Regions from separate parts of the Mus musculus genome. Here region 2 is linked to region 1. A link is a contact called in public Hi-C data. All regions are on one chromosome and are shown on one strand. Each heading gives the region's core, a stretch centred on a gene start, on an enhancer-like site or on the middle of the called end of the contact. The rest is flanking DNA. Distances are from core to core; before and after follow the strand shown.

Region 1 (3,542 bases), core at 607-3,106:
TGTCCTGGAACTCACTCTGTAGACCAGGCTGGCCTTGAACTCAGAAATCTGCTTGCCTCTGCCTCCCAAGTGCTATGATTAAAGGCATGTGCTACCGCCACCCAGTTTGAATTCAGTTTTTAACCACTGTGAGCAAATGCCATCACTGTCTGGGCCTCAGTCCCCACTTCACCCCAACTCCAGACCTCACCAATGTAGGTGTGTTAGCATCTTCATTTCCAGGTGTGACTTGATGGTAGAAACCAGGCAGGCAAAGCTTCAGCCTAGGTCCCTCACCCCAGGTGCCGCTGCCACCCCACTCAGAGTCCACCATTCACACCACTTGTCCCAAGACAGTAGCTTGTCCCAAGGCAGCGGCTCCCTTTCAGAAGCAGGTGAGCAACGGATGTGTATGACAGGTAGGTGGCAGCAGGCTCAAGTCCTTCAGGCAAGTGAGAGAACACTTGGTGCCTCAGTTTTCCCATTTGTAAAATGGGGTCATGTAAGTGCTAGGTTGACGGGTGAGCAAACCCATTTGGGCACCAAAACTGCATTGGACACCAGCTCTTACTGTCACCGACAGCCTAGGTCACTGACAGTAAATTGCTGGCCCTTGCTCCTCTCAGTACAGAGATGCCAGGCCCTGTGCTGGGTGCTGGGCCATAGACTGCATCTATCTTCCCACTATGGTCTGTATTTCTTGAGGGCAGGGCTCTAGCTGCTGCATTTCCAAAGCAACTCAAGGATAGGGCAAGGGTCAGGACAAGACCCTAAACCTCTATGCTAGTTAGTTTTTGTCAACTTGGTTCAAACTAAAGTCACTCGGGAAGATGGCGCTCAACTGAGGAGTCTTCCCCATCAGACTGATCTGTAGACGAATCTCTGGGGCCTATAGGTGTGGGCGGGCCCAGCTTACTGTGTGTGGCGCCCCTCCTGGGCGGATGGGCGTACACCATATGAGAAAGCAGGCTGAGAAAGCCAGTCAGCAACACTCCTCCGTGGTCTTTGCTTCAGTTCTTGCCTCGAGTGTCTGTCCCGACTTCCCTCGGTGATGGGCTGTGGCCTGTAAGCTGAAATAAACCTTCTCTTCCTCAGGTTGTTTTATCGTAGTGACAGAAAGCAAATGAGGACAATCTGCAGATGGGGACCTGAGACCCAGAGAGACAGGGAGCCTTGCCCCAAGCAGGCACTAGAAACCCAACAGGAGACTGATTCAGGGAGGCAGAGGCTGGGCTTTCCCTCATGGCCACCTGGGCACACCACACTGCAAGGACTCGGTTCTTACTGTATGGACCAAGAATATCCTGTTTGGAGTGGGAGGGCCATCCTTATAGCTAGCACTGCCTGGAAATCTTCACAAATGCAGTGGTCTGGCTTTGAGGCACCCCTGATGTCAGGGGCCTTTATTCCTATGCCTGCTCAGTGGTAGGCTCTGACCCACTGATGGGTTTCTGGCCAGAGCGGAAGAGCCCAGGTGTCTTAGAGCTGCTATGCTTGCTCTACCTCAGAGTTCCCCTGGAGAACATAGACTCCCCATGCCACGATAAGTATGTCAGTGGAAGATGTGGGCCTTTGGACCAATCTGGCTAAGCAGCTTCCAAAGCCTTTCCGGCCCCTTCACAATTGTGACTCTGCTGTCCTCAGGCTATGGTGAGGGGCCCATGGCCAGGGGGCTCACACTGGGCAGAGGGGAATGGGCAGGGCCCAATCAGAGGCCGATCCCCTCCATTCTCCAGCCAAGACACAGCCTGTTGGTCTGTCTGTTGTCTCCGTAACTGATATGCAGGCAGCCAGACACAGTTATGGCGTGTGTCTGCAAGGCTATTTTGTCTAATATGCTAAACGCCTTTGGAAATTCTCAGAGCCCATCTGGTCCTAGTTACACCACAGTATTGCTGTCTCTTCAGCTCTCAGACAAGGACCACTTTTATTTCTTCCTCCGTAGCTTAGGAATGTACTTAAACACAAGCCGGCAGCCGCCCAATCTGCTCCCCAGTTGCTTGATCGTGGTTACGCCCATCATTGTCTTAAAGGAACTCTGCTTCCCCACCCCCAAGGCCCCAGAACCCCAAGAGTGCCTAGGGAGGGCAGATGCTTCAAAGGTGGCCCCTTTGGCTCAGGGGTGCTCCAGATCTTTGCCCAGTTTCTCAGTGGGTATAATAAGGTTGAACAGGTTGCTTGGCTGGTCCAAGCCTGATCAGGAAAAGCCACCTAAGAGATGCTAAGCTAATGATTATTCCTTATGCAGCCACCCAAGAACCAGAGGTGAGTGCCAAACCTGGGCTCCATATCTAAAGCATCTAGAGGGGCCAGAGGGCTATACCTACGCTGCTCCTTAGCTGGGGTGTGTGTTTGTTCCTGCCTAGGAATTCTCGTCCCTTTGGGTCCCTTGGGAGTCCAGCTGGTCACAAGGTCCAGAGGCTGGGGAGCTATTCCATGATGTCTCTCCTCCAGGCTGACTGACCCTTGGCTGCTGGCCTGGGCAGTTGTCTGGGGCCAGCTGGCACCTTGTCCCTTCTTTGAGGAAGTTTCTCTCTGGAGTCCCAGTTTGGTCCCAGCCCCAGCCACTCCTGCTGTCACAGAAGCATGGTGTAGTTCAAGACTGGTCTGATGTGGCTGGACACTTGTTTTATGGATTGTGAGCTCAGTGGTTTGAGTAATTCCCTGTGGACGCTTTAAGAGCTGGTGGCCAGTCCTGCACGTTCCCCCCGCACAGTGCTGGGAACACAATTCAGGCAGCAGTGCTGGGCACTGTGGGTTTCTGAGCTCCCAGGATGAGGAAGCCTTCCACCTGAGTCCAGTTTGAATCCAGGGACAGGAAAGGAACTTGTTACATAGCATAATCTTGCCCAGTGTGACTGATACATGCTCCTTGATTACAGTTTAGAGATACATGGACTGGACCAGAGTCCTTATAAATCTTCATTTCTGGATGGGAGAAGGGACCTTGACTATAGAGTTACTACATTTAGAACAACCACAGTTCCTTCCACGGAGAGAAAGTCTGTCTTTGGTATGAAAGGCAAGGAGAAAAGGGACCCTGGTGGTGTCAAGATCAGCTGCTATGAACAGCTGCATGGGTTACACACTGCACAACTCTAGAAACTGATATTACCCAGGAGGCATAGTAGATTCGTGACTAGCACAGCGTTCCAGGAGAGGTTAGGTAAGTGTCTTAAGGAAGCCCTCACTACCTGGCCCAAAACTGCTGTGCAGGCTGACAGCCATGCCGGTGCAGCCTGCAGATTCAATCATTGTATGGTCCCCAGAGCTCCCTAGCTTGATAAGTACTTGCCAGGGTTTATTGGAGTGATAAACACCCTCTGCTGTTAACTCTGCTCACAGTGGAGATGTTGACCTTCCAGTCACCCCAGGTGCTTCCCGCTGGAGCTCTGTTTTCCAGTGCAATGGAAATGCAACAGTAGCAATGGACAGTCTCTCAGACCCCAGGGCTCCAGTGACCGGACAGCAGACGGGACTGCTGTGGTTTGGATGTGGCGTTCATCTTCCAAGGCAGTGGTCCTCAATGTTCCCAATGCTGTGACCCTTTAATACAGTTCCTC
Region 2 (3,542 bases), core at 479-2,978, 98 kb after region 1:
CCAGAGGATTTTGAGTTACATTTTCATTACTTCCTGTTTTGTTTTGTTTTCTACTCCATGGACCCAACTCCTTGAGAGCAGAACTAGTCCCTAACTCCACTGGGAATGGTGGTTGGGTGATGCACACAATGCACAGTACTTGGGAGATGAGGGCAGAAGGAGTAGGATCAAAGTCATTGTCAGCTAGAGTGGGCTCAAGGCTAGCTTGGCTCTCTTATGCTCAGGAACATTGATGGAAACCACATGCCTGTTTCAGACCATCACAGACCCCTCCCAGGGACCACAGCCTATCCTGCATGTTCTTGGTTGAATCTCAGCAGCTTTGAGGACTGGGAATGAATCATAGGATTTGGGTTTTCCAGGGGTCGTCCTCAGGATCGGCCTGGAGCTGTGGGGTCCTGGGCAGCATGACCATGGGCATGGGCTTGTGTGAGGCTTCTTCTGTAGAGGACACATGTGTAGGAGTGCATGCTGTCTGCAGGTGTCTAGGCTCTAACCTGTCCTGGCATAGGGCTTCCCTGCAAAAAGTGGTACCCAGCAGCTTGCATATGTGTTTCCCAAAATGGCAGGCTGAGGGGCACAGAGCTAACTTGCTGTTGGCCTGTGGTGGGCAGGGTGTGTGGGGTGTTCTACCTAAGCCACTTGGATGTGCTATTAACCGGGGTTCTTCCTGCAACAGAGGTAGCAGGTGGCCCCTGGGTTCTTGACGTTTCATTTAGAGAAGTTTGGAGCAACATGTAAATAGTGAGAAAATGTACATATGTTTCTAGGCCTTGAACTTCTCTGGAAGCCCCAGGCCTCTTCTGAGATCCCTAAGTCAAGCTGTTCTCTTGAGAGTTTCTGAAGGTCACATGGTTTCTGCAGGGTAGCCCGGAGCCATTACAAAGCTCTTTGTGCACAAACAGAACTGTCCTGATGTGGGCAGGGCAGTCCCTCCTCTGGGGGCGGTGAGTTGGGCTCACAGGAGGTCTGGGGGCCTGAAATTGAGTCTGCTGATTCTTCAATCCTGCAGAGTTCTGGTGTACGGGCGAGCAAGGGCGCCCTCTTGTGGCTGCATCCCAACTCCAATGATTAAGAGCCAAGATGGATTTGGGCAGGTAGGTTTAGGGGAAAGGTGTTTTCAGTGGTGTGGGAGGTTTTGAAACGTCACATTGTGACCCAGAGGGGCTTGGGAACCGGTTTAGTGTGAGCTGGGGACAGAAGTCTGTGGGGGACAGTTGGAGGTTAAATGAGATGGTTCTTGAGGGAACCCACAGTGCTGACTTGGAGCAAACAAACAGTCCATACTTAAACCATATGTCTGGACCCATAGTCACCTTAAGGCCAACTTCTCTGCTCCGCCTAGGACTAACGGATATCTACATGTGAGAGTCTTCCTGGTATACAACCACTTGTGAGGGCACAGGGGTTTCCTGGTCCGTGAGCAACATTCTCCACCAAGAAAATTGAGGAGATGCAGATTCACCAGGGCCTCCCAGCAGCCCCGTGCTTCAAGTTCTGTGCTAGGGGCTCAACCTATTTCCCAGAGATGGGCAGAGAGGGTCCTGGCTTACCAAGGGTCATATAAAGATTAAAATTCTATGAGGGTGGCCAAAGCCAGGAGAATAAGGAAGGCCACAGACTGGCAGAAAATAATTGCAAATGACATAGCTGATAAAGGACTATTGTCCAAGGCATACAAAGGACTCTTAAAATGTAACAATAGAAAATGACACAATTACAAGGCAGGCAAAAAGCTGAGCAGACACCTCAGCAAGCATGCCTGCAGATGGCTGATATGCATGTGAAAAGATATCCTGTTTCTGTCATCAGGGAATTGCCAGCGAGACCCAGCTGCTGCAGTCCTCTCACTGAGATCTCCCCTTCCCTTCCAGTTCTCCTTCATCAACAGCCACCCAAGAACATTAAAGAGAAAGTTCCAGAAACAAATAATCCAGGGATTGGTGCAATGGCTCAGTGAGTAAAGGTACTAGGTAGAAGGAAAGAACTGTGTGGGTTAACCTCCGACCCACACAGGTGGCACACATTTACCCACAGCGTGCATGCACACACAGGAATGATAAGATGTTGAGATGGCTCAGTAGGTAAGAGCGCTTGCTGCACTTGAAAAGGCCTTTCAGGTGGAGAGAATCTGGAGGTGCTCCCATCATTTGAAGAGGAGCTTAGAGTGCCCCCTTACAAGTGAAGATGGTTCAGTTCCCAGTGCCCACATAGTAGCTCACAACTCTGGTTCCAGGGGGTTTTCTGGCTTCCACAGGCACCAGGCACACATGTGGTGAACAGACATACGTGTAAGCAAAACACTCATACCCATAAAATGAAAATTAATTTAAGAAAATAAAAAATTTAAAAGAGGTAATTCCTAGTTTTCTGGCTCTGACCTCTTCCAAATAGAGTGACATAATGCCATTCTTCCACACTCAGTCATGTTTGGAGTATCAGTTGCCATGACAGCCAAGCAGGTATCATTTGACGTTTTGGTTGTGGAATCTACAGTCTCATTCCAGTCCTGGCATTCAAATGGTTGTGTTTGTTGTTCACTCTCTAATTGTTTTAAGATAGTCTTCTGTGGCTCAGGCTGACCTTGAACTCACTGGGTAGCTGAGACTCCTGCCTCCACTTCTGAAGCACTAGGGTTATAGGCACGGCCACCATACTCAGCAAAGTGGCCTTTGCTTTTCTTAGATAGCTCCAGAGGGCAAGGGTAGTGATGCTGGGAACCCAGATGGGCTGAAGAGAAGCCAGGAGTGCACCCCTCAGTGTGAAGAGGGGTTGGAAGTACTCCCCTGTGGTGCTTTAATGGGAAATGCACCTATAGGCTCAAATATTTAAACACTTGGTCCCTAGCTGGTGACTCTGTTTGGCGGAGGTATCTATGTGTGGTCTAGTGGGAGTAACTATGGGAGGATCTACACTGAGGGGGGAGGATCTACACGGAGGGGGGAGTAGCTACACTGAGGGGGAGGATCTACACTGAGGGGGGAGGAGCTACACTGAGGGGGGAGGAGCTACACTGAGGGGGAGGCTTGAGAGCACTCAGCCTCTCCCAGCTTGAAAGCACTCCTCCTTTCTCTGTTTCTACACTCTCTCTGCTTTGTGTTTGTGCTTGAAAATAAGATCGCTCAGCTTCCTGCTCTGTCGCCCAGTCTGTTGAGTGCTGCCATACTTACCCTAAGGGACTCTCATCACTCTGAAACCATAAACCGTAATCCTTCTTCCTTCCATGACCATGCCTTCCTTGGTCATGGTATTTTATCACAGCAACAGAAACGTGACTGATAGAACTCTTCATGGGAAGGGGATCTGGGAGTGCTCTCCTCAAGGGAAGAGGAGCCAAATGTGCTCCCTTCAGACAAAGAGAATCCATAAGTGCTCCAGTCATATGAAGAACTGTGAGTGCTCCCTCATGTAAGGAAGAAGTGAAGCGAAGAGCTTTCTCTGAGTGACAGGGAGTAGGGTAGGGAGGAGAGGGGAGAGAGCAGGCACATTACTTTTGCTACAGCGCCCCAGAGCATTTGCTCCATGGTATTGCTACTGCCCTG

Evidence for each region. Hi-C and Micro-C count contacts between places; a contact is called where the count stands out from the background.
Region 2: a Hi-C map of cortical neurons shows a contact between it and region 1, with 5 times the contacts expected there. The contact joins two enhancer-like sites. A contact is called at or near these places in 8 of 15 datasets of contacts at CTCF or cohesin (CD8 T cells, the G1E-ER4 cell line, the NIH/3T3 cell line and 4 more), 114 of 484 Hi-C or Micro-C datasets (3T3-L1-derived adipocytes, the AML12 cell line, B cells and 65 more), 29 of 115 datasets of contacts at active chromatin or transcription factors (the NIH/3T3 cell line, PVALB interneurons, the SCID.adh cell line and 20 more) and 3 of 9 other capture datasets (adipose tissue, liver and pancreatic islet).

The regions. Positions count from the first base shown.
Region 1 is chr6:91,179,090-91,182,631 of GRCm38.p6, forward strand. No RefSeq gene overlaps it. Among named protein-coding and RNA genes, the nearest start is that of Hdac11, 24 kb to the left of the region's middle. Within about 2 kb of position 1,857, at least 46 of the 459 cell types and tissues checked have an H3K27ac peak or open chromatin away from gene starts, as enhancers often do. A contact at or near this core is called in cortical neurons, where this site is marked.
Region 2 is chr6:91,276,728-91,280,269 of GRCm38.p6, forward strand. No RefSeq gene overlaps it. Among named protein-coding and RNA genes, the nearest start is that of Fbln2, 66 kb to the left of the region's middle. Within about 2 kb of position 1,729, at least 21 of the 459 cell types and tissues checked have an H3K27ac peak or open chromatin away from gene starts, as enhancers often do. A contact at or near this core is called in cortical neurons, where this site is marked.